Linked DNA regions of Gossypium hirsutum: all the other regions are linked to region 4. Evidence: chromatin contacts called from public Hi-C data. All regions are on one chromosome and are shown on one strand. Each heading gives the region's core, a stretch centred on a gene start, on an enhancer-like site or on the middle of the called end of the contact. The rest is flanking DNA. Distances are from core to core; before and after follow the strand shown. Region 1 holds the start of LOC107901111 (zinc finger CCCH domain-containing protein 64). Region 2 holds the start of LOC107901125. Region 3 holds the start of LOC121202967. Region 4 holds the start of LOC107901117.

Region 1 (2,756 bases), core at 158-2,657, 170 kb after region 4:
CTAAAAGTCTAAGATAAGCTTTCATTTGATAGTAGAACACTGAGTCTTGGACACACAACAAGCCAGAGATGTCAAAAAAGCAGAATATAGTTCAAAGTAACAAATGTATCTTTCATTTCTAACATTTCACTAAGTGTATGGCCTTAGACCATGAACAATATAAGGATTAATGTACCTGACTCGATAATTTTTCTATTAACATCGAGTTGGGTTCTGTCATTAGCCATTTCAACTTGAAGTCGTTGTGAGATAAGAGTCATCATTAAATACTAATTTGAACAAGAACCATAAAATAAACATTCATGGTCATGGAAACAGCATCATATATCTGACAAGAAGCATAAAAACTGTATATTTGAGAATTGGATGCACCAAGTAATGCAAAACCTTCAAACATCACGTACCGTGGTTTGATCTCTGCAACTAGTTGGGAGACAGTGGAATCACTGCCAGAAGAATCTGAGATTCCTGCAGGGATATCTGATGCAGTGGCTCTATTTGTGATACCACTTGGCCATTCATTAGTAAAAACTAATTAAGGAATTCAAAATAAACAACCTAAAAGCGAATCAAATTTAAAATTAAAGTCTCGATGCCTATCAAAGCAAAGGATATCTTAAAAAGAAATCAACTATTCCAGGTTCCTCAGCGAATGCTCGTAGCGTGTCAATGTCAATTTGACTATATGTTCCAAACTGTTGACCATTAGACAACTGCCTACCGGATAAGTAAGCCACAGACAAACCTAAATATAAGCACAAAAAATCAGATATGATAGAAAATTTTCACATGCACTTTCTAGCCTAATTACGTATACTTTCTCAGTAACCAAACAGAGACTATTTAAAAGAAGTTTAAAAAAAAATTACCATGGAAAGTGAACATCCCGCTGCCTTTTAACCAAAACAAATTGTCGCAAACCTTGAAACCGTCCATTTTGAAACCTTGGTTAGCGGAGTTCCTCGAAACAGCCGACAAAACCTTGGGTGCACCAACTCCGTAATCGCCAATGAAGTAAGTCGGGAGAGGAACTTGGGCCCTGCCTTCAACGTAGTCCATTAATTCATCAAGCCGATCTGGTTCATCGGGGAAGAACTGACCCACGCAAAAAAGAGCATCGAAAGGACCCGCTGATTTGTTTACCTGAAAAAATATAATCGTTTTTTAGCTCCCCGCAGTTCAAAAAAAAAAAAGCAAACCGTAACAGAAACATGGAGAAATCTAAAAAATAAATGAAATGAAAGAAACTAACAGAGTTGACTCGCTTGAAGAGCTGGTTGAGACGGCCTAAAACGTCCCCGCATAGTAGAATTCTGGGAGAAGCCATGAGAGAGGAAGAGAGAGACCGATGTGGGGTGAACGCCGGAAGCCGCGTTCTCTGAAATGAAAGATTGAAGCCCGGGAACTTGGGCTTATGCGGAAAGTCTCAAATGGTCCCAGCCGTCCGGCCCATATTTGCTGGGCTCAAATATACTCGAGAGTTAATAGTGTTGTTATAATTAAACTAAAATTGATGGTCTGAGAGGACTGCACCCTCACTTTAATCTTACATTTTTCTCTCTTTCTCCATTTTACTTTCTGCTTCAATAACTTCGTATTTTCGAATGCAAAATACTTTATATAAATTTTAAAATAATAATTTTTATAATAAGCTAATTACGTTATTATCAACACAATTTTTAGTCTTGATTTAAAAATGTTTTAATCAATTTTCATTTACATGTGCTAATTAAGTAAACCCGTTTAATAAATATATTATTTATAATTTATTAAAATTTAAAATAAGTTATAAGTACAATTATATTAAAAAAATTAATATATATTGTTATAATTTTACAATATTTCGTTGTATTTAAATCCAAATATATAATTTTAATGTCGTTGCTGCCCATCTCACTAAAACTAACGATTAATTTTAACAGAAAGATGAAAAGTTACACTAGTAGCCCTTGATTTGTTTTTGGTTCAATTTTGTTTTTTATTCATCCTAATTTATACAATTTTTTGTTTTGAAAGTTGGCTTTGTCAAATTTAAATATATTATATGTAATATAAATATAAATTTAATAATTATAGAAAGTAAAGATAGATATTATTATATAAGATTTATTTTTATAAAAAAGATTATGTATATTTTATTAGTTAATATGAATATATATTTTAAACTAATGTTTCTATTATTTAAACACTTAATATTATTTAACTATGATTTAACATTAATTTAAATTTATTATTTAATATAAATATGAGTTTAATCTTTTGTTTTTATTATATATACAATTATTTAATCCAGTTCAATTTGATGGTGATTTTCTACTTCCATCTCACCGGATGTAATCCAAAGTTCCAAACAAATATATCCTAATGCTTCACGAATTAAAACAATCTTTCAGAGCAGTATTCACATTCAGATTGCGAGGCTGCAGTATTTCATTCTAGATGTTGACGTGGAAGGCTATCATATGTAGAGGGTTTTCTTCATTATACAGTGTCTGATGTATTGTTCACTTTCATGGTATCAACTGTAATTGTTGTATGGCAAGGGTTAGGACTGTGTAATTTGGCATAATTGTAGGGTTAACAATAATTCATCATGTGATCATTATGACTATATAGTTTCTCATCTGATTCTCCCGCACTGCACTGTGAATGCAGACACAGTTGAAGGAAAGCAGGTGTTTTGGAGAATTTTCAATTCAAAAGATCAAATCAGGGAGCTAACTAATTTCACCATTTGGCCAGCTCTTTGCAAGCTT
Region 2 (2,933 bases), core at 241-2,740, 140 kb before region 4:
ATGAGCCGGGTGCAGGCATTCCCTCAGAATCCTAGTAATCACATCACAGATGGGGTTATTGATACCTTCCTTTCGTAGTACAAGTGGAAACAATAATGCGTGCACCGCAGCCCTCTGATGGAGCTTGCTGTACTCAATCGTTGAAGTCAGTAGCAGACGTGAGGCTGGCTCTTCTAGAACCAAGAACTTGGGAAGCACAATTGAGCAGAGAACCTGACTTGGCCAAGCAAGCTCATCTTCATCCCCACTTGAAAGATGAGAAATTAGCACCGAAGCAGCCTCATCCTCGGCTTTCCAAGGCTCAATCAGACACAGAACTTGAAAAGGATCCATTCCTTTATCCAAGCAAAGTTCACGAATTTCATTTCCTAATGCTACAGCTTTGAAACTAGATTCTAAGTTTATAACCCTGTCTCTCAAACTAGCAGCCATGTTTTCAATTTCAGGTTCTAAAGGCACATTCAGAACCCGATCCATCTCAATTTCGTCCCCAACTTCTTTCAAACCATTTTCTCCATTTTCCTCAACTTGACTGAACAAACTCTCATCATTTTCCAAACTATCATCATAAAAACGAGGACCACAATCAGCTGCAGATAAAGGAAGCCAATAGAGAAGCGGATCATTACCAGCAGCCATGTCCTTGAGCCAATCCGGTAAGGACTCAAACTCTTGGCCGACTTCTTCTTCGCCAGATTCCAGACTAAAACCAGAAATCCACTTATTAATATGATTTGGTTCAGACACTCTGTCGAGCAGATCCCGTGCTGCTTTCTTGACCCAAAAATCAAGCCCTTGACTTTCACTCAACAAACTGCGTGCCAGCTTAGATAATTCCTTCCCATTAAACCTCTCATTCTCCAAAGCAAGAAATGAAAGTACCCTTGACTGAACCATACCCGGTAGAGTCTCTATAAACATTATCCTTAAGCAAAATAAAAAAATATCAAACTCATCAGTCACTAAATCTGAAAAGAAAAAAACAAAGAAAGTTTCTTTCCTGCCTTAAGTTTATGGGTTTACCTTTTTGGTGTGAGAGGTGAAGAAAAAGATGAGTCATCGACAAAGAGATTGCAGGGTTTGGTAAGCAAAGAAAGGAAAGAGCTTGCGGTGATTGGAGTTGTTGTTGAAGATGATAATGTTGTCGCATTGAAACATTGTTGCAGCCAAAGAGATGCTTCGATTTCAGGTGTAGGGCTATTCATGAAAATGTCGAACAACGGAACCCATGCCTCCATTTTTTGCTGGCTTCCTTCGTCTTCTTGGAGGGAAAGCGCGGGAAAACCTCTTCTGGTTTCATCTGAAAATAAAATAGATAGATAGAAAGTCTATGAGACGTGGCATAGAGTAACTGGGAACATGCAGGCCGGGTGGGCTTTTCCTTTTTGTAGGCGTGGACTGAGACCCAAAGGCAACAGGTCACATGGCGACGCCATGGGAAGAGCCTCGAAAGCACAAATGCGAAGCATGTGCTATAAGCCAACCTTTCATGAAAGGTGAGTTTGAGTAAGAATTGTTTAAATTTCGGTTAAAATCGAATTAATCGATTGAATTAATTTAATTCATTTAATCGGTCAGTTAATTGATCTAATTCGGTCGGAAGTCGATGAATAATTTTTTTGAATTAATCAAATTAGTCGAATTAACTGAACTTAATAATTAATAATACAAATTATATGTAGTTCTAATTTGGTTAATTCGGTTAATTCAGTCAAATGAATATATTTTTTTTATGTTTTATACTTATTTTAATCAAAAAAGTAAAAACATATAAATTTCGGTTAACCGACCGAATTAACCGAAATATTTTGGTTTGGTTAATTTTATTTTGAAAAATTTTTAGTTCAGCTAATTGTTAAAGGATTAAAAAAATTCGATTAACCATTTGAACCTTCTTAATTTGAGTTACAAATTTCAACTTTACTTCACATTAACACGAAAGATAGAAAAGATTGTTAATATCTAGGCAAAACTTTATGACGTACAGTATTCACCATCAATAAATAATATAATACATTATCAGTAAATTAAATAAAAATATAAAATATATGAATAAATACTAATACTTTTATTTAAATATGATTAAATATTAAATGTAATTGTTATAAATAAATATTAATAACTCTCTAAATTAAGATCTTAAATTTAAGGGATTAAGATTTAGATTCTCATGTATAGGGTTTAGGGTCTCTAATTCAGAGTGTTAGTATTTCTTTATAATTAATTATTTAATAATGTTTAAATAAATTTATTTGTGTTTATTTATAAGTCCTCAATTATTTTTTATTTTATTCAATGATGAAGTGTCAAATTATTATTCAGTGATGGTATATAGGACTTGTGCAGAGATAGTGCATTAAATATTAACTTTATTTAGATTTGTACAAAAGCAAAGTTTGGAATGGAATAAAATCTTACAATTTTAAAAAGAACTAAAAGAAAAAAATGTTATAGAAAAATTAATAAAACAATAATAAGTAAAACGTGGATGAAAAATACAAGAGAATTTTCATTGTTTAATTTTCACTTACAAGGTGCTATTTATAAGCTCCTTTACATTCAATTAGTAAATGTATTACATTTAATGAATTAAGTTTTCTTAATTACTCCATTTAATGATCTCCTGATTATAAATGAAGTAAAGATGTAACATCCCGATTTTGGGCCTAGCCGGAACAGTGGTTTCGGGACCATAAATCCGATCAGAAAAAATTTACTTTTATTATATTTTTATGGTCTACGATTTCACGGAATTATTTTTTGAAAATTTCGTTCAAAAATTTCGACGTTTGGGCACTCAATTTAGTCAAAAGGACTAAATTGTAAAAAGTGCAAAAGTTGAGTTCTACATGTTAGAGGTGTCTAATTGTTATGAAACTTTAAATTGGAGGTTCTTATACTGTAATTAGACCATTGGTTAAGTTGGTAGACAA
Region 3 (3,053 bases), core at 476-2,975, 240 kb after region 4:
TTGATACTTAGAAGCATAAAGAAGCACCACATTTCCCCCTGCATTACATTATTTTAGCAGTATAACACTTGTTGGAGAACTTATTAGACAAATGAAAATCACAGCTGGAAAAAACTAATTGACTGACTTCATTAGGATATCTTGATGCTTCGAAGCATAAAGAAGCACCAAAATTCCCCCCTGGATTACATTATTCCAGTGATATAACACTTAAACAGTAATGTTAGCTTGGTTACATTACTTATTCCGTGTATTAATGATCAAAACATTATAAGAAAAAAGGATATTGCTAAGATCCATCCTGAAAATAACTCAGTGATTAGAATGTAAGTTAAGATATAGTCTTCAACAACTTAGTTTCTTCTTAGAGAACTTACAATTTCTACAGTGCAGAGCAAAACCATTCTCTATTTTAACTAGTTCAGAAAAGTTCGAGTAAGAAACACTGGGATACTCACCTTTACTATGCCCAAGAATTGCACTTACGACATGACTTTCCCCTGAGAAGTGTTGAATTACAGCGTGTAAATCATCAGCTTCTCGGTAATAGTTACCATACTGAAATGAACCTTCACTTTCTCTGAAAAATAGATCCCAAAATAAGTCACAACTATGAAACAAAGTGAACAAAACACACACTCCTGCAGCAGCAATAGACATAGAAAGTAAGAACTATGCTGCATAATACATATTTGCCAATCCAAGAAAAATCATCTCTTAAAATCTCTACATATTTTAACTTTGTTGCTCCTACTCTTCTACCGTGACCAACACTCGTACCCGACCCTTGAATGTGGAGATAATACCAAGAACCCTCCAACTACATTAAAGAAAAACTTAGAAAAATCTAAACATACCCGTGTTGGACATATACAATGTCCGACACTCGCACCAGAGTCCGAGTAACATTAGATTTTAATCAACTCACCCGTTTCCAGCAAAATCGAAACGGAAGACACTGATTCCTTCTATTTCTAAAGCAGCGGCAAGGTTCGTCATAGTATTGTAATCCTGAAGTAGAATTAAGTGAGCTGCTTTCCATAAGTTATTACTATTCCTCCATGAACAGACATTTTCACCAAATATATTTGCTACTGAAAGCAAGTGAAAGAGATGAAATGACCCAACTGACCTTTCTGGATCTGAAACCATGGCATAAGATTACAATCTCTTTAGACTCTGTTTCATGCAATAATCCCACCAGTTTTTCACCATGCTTGTTCGGAATTATCATTCTCTGCTGCTCAATCACTAAAATTTAGAAAGAAAAAAAAAGGGTCCTTTTTTTATTTTATTTTCAAAGTTCTTTACATTAAAAACAAAATGGAACCATAATAAAGTTATAAAAGAAAGGGAATACTAATAATTTGGGACCTGGGTTTTGGGTAGAATGAGAGTGAGCCATCGTCGAGATTGTAGAGTTTGGTTTGGAGATACGTCGACAGGAGGAAGATATGAATGGTGTTCGTACCTGTGGAAAAGGAGATTTAGGATAAGTTATAAATTTGAGAGCAGTGTCAATGAATCAAAGTTAAGGGAAATGGTGGCCATTTCTTTGTACCTCTGGTTGGCCTCTTTCTTCTGTCGTGCTTAATAAGGCAAGTCCTGTAAATGGATTGGGATATAGGAAAGGTTTCAGATTGAATCCGTGATGCCATGAGTTTTAATTAGACCTTCGTTGAGCCATCCGGCTCGGCTTGAAGCTCGTTCAAAATATCATAGGATTTGAGTAAAATATGATAGGATTTGAGTAAAATATAGGCTTAAAAAATGAATTTGGACAAAAAAAAAGATAAAGCCTATTTAAAAAGTAGGTTGGGCCTCAGATAAGATATCGGGCTTGACCTAGCTCGGCCTAAATTCACTAAAGGACAAAATAAAATTACTTTTTTTTATAATGTTATTTTTTTGTTGTTTTCTCCTTATTTTACTACCATTATACTATTATATTACTACTATTTTGTTATTATTATTTGAATATTGTATAAAACTTATTTTATTATTAATTTTGTTATTATTTTAGAGACATTTGCTTGTTAAGTTACATTTATCTTAATGTTATTTAAGTATACATATTTTTTAAATTGTTGAGAAATATTTATTTTGATGTTTTTAGTATTTTTGATGTATTATATATTTTAAAATTATATAAAAATAATATAAAAATAAATATAGGTGGGTCGGGGCAGGCCCGGGTTTTAGCATTTTTATCTGGGTTGGGCTTGGGAAAAATTTTAGGCCCACTTTTTGGGGCTAGGCCGGGCCCAGGCCTAGCAAATAAGCCTGAATTTTTAGTTGAACCCTGCCTGGCCCGGCCCATGCACACCTCTAATTTTAATCTATTCTATTCCATTAAATAAATTATTAAAAAATAGTTAAAATTAGCTTCAATCATCGGGTTCAATTGTGTTTTTTTTTCAATTTAATTGATAGGTACTAATTCTCGAATCAATTGGTTTAATGCCTTCTCTGTATCAATACTCAACTAGTTCCCAATCTAATTAATTTGATAAACAAATTTGATTTAATTGACCGGTCCAATTCATTTTAAACAACCTTAACTATTACATGGTAGTGAAATGTTAAAAGGGAATATCAATTAAAAAAATGTCAAATTTTAAACAATCTTGTGGTTCTCTTGGCTGCTGGTCCTGGAATTCGTGATACGCAGGTATGTTCCTTCATTGTATGGATTTCTGTTTCTTTTTTTGGCCCAAGAAGCATATCTTTTATATTACTAACATAATATATTGAATTCTTTATTAACATTTTCCTGATCTGGAGTTTCTTCATAAAATGCAGTGTGGTTTTAAGATGTTTACTAGGTTTGCAGCAAGGAAGCTTTTTACCAATATCCGGTTGAAAAGGTGATCTCAGAGACACTATTGAACACCTATCCTTAAGCATTACTACTTGCTTATCCTGTCATTAAGACATCAAAGCAAATCTAAACTACATGCTTAGATCACTGTCTTGCCATCGACATGCTCATTTTCGCATTGAATACTCTGGTACTTTTCTGTGTTTCCTGTTTACAGCTAAACATCTAGTAA
Region 4 (2,944 bases), core at 441-2,940:
GGCCACTATTGCAAAGCTCTTCATGTTTCTTCTTCAGTGCAGATTCCCTCTGAAAATGATCTCAGAAATATATAACTTAGTAGCGCCACGGAAAGGAATAAGGTTTATCAGGATACCATAGGCATGCATTTTATCAAACAGCTTAATGCAGTGCATCCCATATTACTGGCTGATGGTTTAATGCACACATAAAAGGAATCTTGTAGGATCAGTCATTTATTGCATCAAAAGGAAAGCAAGGGAAAAAGAATACCATTATCCGAATTCGCTGGCGCTCTTCTTCATTGAGGAAAAACTGCAACTTCATATGAACATGCCCACCTCCTTCAAGGTGAAATATGTCATCCCAAACACCTTTCTCAACCACCAATCTGGTTTCAAGTCCTGCCCCATGCCATAGCTTTTTCATTCAGACTAACTCTTAATATTCTAAATGCTTATGGAAAATGAAAAGGCACAAACCTGTATGAGAAATCTCGTTTCCCTCTGCATCTTGTATTGTTATAATCAAATTGTCACGAAGGGTTGTCAATGGACTGAGCAATAGCAAAACATGTTGGAATTCAATAGCAAAATTCACAACTTTAAAACACAGCAAAATCAAAGGATGTCAAAACAAAGTTTAGAGTCATTACAATGAGAATTCCCCTTTGTCCCAAGTCTGGTACTCTATTTTTCCCTTGGAAACTGCGTTATGAAGATGAACTCACTGGTAAAATTTTCTTCTCACAGTGTATAGAATATAGCCATTCAAGATAAGAAAATTTGGACATGAAAGTGTTGATTGGTTTACCTTTTATTGATACTTTTGATGATGATGATGATGACGATGAATGGAGACCCTTGAAATCCAGAACTGAAATGAATTCAATGAGGGAAGTCTTGAAAAAGGAGTATGAACTTCAACTGCCATATTGGAATTACATTTAAGACAAAACTTGGTACCTGAAACTTGGATGGTTCCTGGCATTTGAGAGGAATCTTTTCTGTGAGACTAGAAAAGCAGAGATGATGATGATAAGAGAGATTAACCAGGGACTAAAACTAGCATTATCATGTCAAATTTGATAATTTGAAAGGATAGCTTAAAAGGAAAACATTGTTTATCAGGAAGACGTTTTCTGGATATGAATGTGTATAACATATGTATGCTCAATTTTTTTCAAAAGAAATTCAAATTGAAAAAATACATATGTGGCTGGACTTGAAGGCAAGGTTACATAAAGGGCCCCATTACTTCAAAATTATTTATGACTCATTTATAAAGCAGGGAAATTGGGGCAGTCGATCTCTATCCTTTGTCTCACATAGAGCCAATTGGTCCAGTTGCTTGCTGGTCCTTATTACTCTCTATCAAGGCAACTAACTTAGCAGGAGCAATAAGTAACTATTTCTCTCTATATTTTGGGGGGAAAAAAAAAAGGAAGATGGGTTTAGATTGGACAAACCCATAGAGATTCTGCACGAATAAATTGCTTGGAAACAGCCTTATCTTCAATTCTTTTCTTGATTTTCTTCAGGATCATTAGGTTTGAGTTTTCCATTCTCTGCTGATATTCAGGAATGGAGTCCAAAACCTTCACAGATAGTGCAACAACCGGAAAACATTGGTGGTTTGTCATTACCTCATGGAGTTGTCTCTGGAGCAAAAGATAAATCTGCTTTTGTTTCACTCTGTTTGTTATCCGCATTGCTTCAACTCTTCTTCCTTCCTTGCCTTTGCAAACATATATGCTGCAACAGGAAGAAAGAAGGTCAGACAATCTATGTTACTGGGACCTAAATGTAAGTGTCACATACACATGTATGTTTTATTTTTTAAAAGCTTTTGATAGTACTTGGAATGTATTGTGAGTTAAAAATAAATATGTCAATAAAAATGAATAGTTAGACTAACATAACTACTCGAAAATCAAGCAAAGAGGGAAAAGAATAATCTCTTTGTTGAGAATGACTTCTAAAAGTTTAAATAATAAATAATTCATTCAAAATTATTAACAGCAAATTTTGAGAATAAAAAGGAAAGATGAAAAAGTTTTGGACGTTAGACATGAAGAACTGAGAGAAAATTAAATTAAACATATTTGGCGAGAACACAATTTTCATATCATATAAGTTTTGTGTTAATTACATATAGTTAATTGTAAACTTAAATGTGGTTATTATTATTATTATTTTATAAAGATGAAATTATCACCCTTATTCTATTTGAATGGTCCAAATTTATCATTTAAATTTTTAACTAGTATAATTTTATCTCTAGTTCATCTGTAAGTGTTGAGAAATATTTGAAAAATGTTGGCGGGTTAAAAATTAGTTTATCGTTAAAAGATATTCAAAGTAATAATATAGACATTAAAAAAACAAGACCAATGAGAAACAAACTACAATGTGATATTATATTTGGTAAAAATTAAAATTAAAAAACTATCTTTTATTATTAAAAATAAATGAGGTTTTCATCGTTAAGAATAAGGGATATTTGAAAACAACATATCCCACATTATTAAAGGTAGATTTGGATGGACAGTGCATTTACCTATTATTAGTCTAAAAATAGCAGTGACAGTGAAATTAGATATTATAACGATATTATAACGTGAGATAAAAAATAAACTAAACGCATCGCACTGCATCCTACTACCCATCCAAACCCACCCTTAGTCAAGTATTAAAATTTTTGCTTATAAACGATAACAATTCAATAAATTTGTTAATGTTTATTGAGAGTGTAATCGGCCCAAATGGTCCAGGCCTTACAAATAGTAAAACAACCCAATAAACTAAACCTAGGCCCAAACCCCAACAGCCCACTAACCAAATTTTCTACCGAAAACCCTAGCAGCTTTGGCCCCAACGCCGCAAGCCCCAGCAGTCTCCAGTACCACCCTCGCACACCGCCGCGAATCTCGCGCCACGACCCTCCCCAGCGTGCACCGCTCCA

The links. Hi-C and Micro-C count contacts between places; a contact is called where the count stands out from the background.
Region 1: a Hi-C map of leaf shows a contact between it and region 4, with 3 times the contacts expected there. The contact joins the promoter of LOC107901111 here to the promoter of LOC107901117 in region 4. A contact is called at or near these places in 2 of 34 Hi-C or Micro-C datasets (both in leaf).
Region 2: a contact with region 4 is called in a Hi-C map of leaf, with 2.5 times the contacts expected there. The contact joins the promoter of LOC107901125 here to the promoter of LOC107901117 in region 4. A contact is called at or near these places in 3 of 34 Hi-C or Micro-C datasets (hypocotyl, leaf and petal).
Region 3: a contact with region 4 is called in a Hi-C map of leaf, with 3 times the contacts expected there. The contact joins the promoter of LOC121202967 here to the promoter of LOC107901117 in region 4. A contact is called at or near these places in 9 of 34 Hi-C or Micro-C datasets (hypocotyl, leaf and petal).

The regions. Positions count from the first base shown.
Region 1 is chrD06:13,406,255-13,409,010 of Gossypium_hirsutum_v2.1, forward strand. LOC107901111 (zinc finger CCCH domain-containing protein 64) reads right to left here and starts at 1,408. Exons shown (of 10, transcript XM_016826988.2): 1 at 1,253-1,408; 2 at 870-1,143; 3 at 616-745; 4 at 405-524. The coding sequence starts at 1,327.
Region 2 is chrD06:13,094,165-13,097,097 of Gossypium_hirsutum_v2.1, forward strand. It overlaps LOC107901125, which reads right to left and starts at 1,491. Exons shown (of 2, transcript XM_016827005.2): 1 at 1,024-1,491; 2 at 1-925. The coding sequence starts at 1,238.
Region 3 is chrD06:13,468,419-13,471,471 of Gossypium_hirsutum_v2.1, forward strand. LOC121202967 reads right to left here and starts at 1,726. Exons shown (of 8, transcript XM_041095727.1): 1 at 1,562-1,726; 2 at 1,375-1,471; 3 at 1,133-1,237; 4 at 929-1,011; 5 at 459-580; 6 at 1-38. The coding sequence starts at 1,234. The region is part of intron 8 of LOC107901105 (CRM-domain containing factor CFM3A, chloroplastic/mitochondrial); the gene reads left to right.
Region 4 is chrD06:13,231,563-13,234,506 of Gossypium_hirsutum_v2.1, forward strand. It overlaps LOC107901117, which reads right to left and starts at 1,691. Exons shown (of 14, transcript XM_016826993.2): 1 at 1,449-1,691; 2 at 946-994; 3 at 794-856; 4 at 636-687; 5 at 463-536; 6 at 254-384; 7 at 1-49. The coding sequence starts at 1,691. LOC107901116 (a long non-coding RNA gene) reads right to left here. Exons shown (of 2, transcript XR_001685139.2): 2 at 2,701-2,944.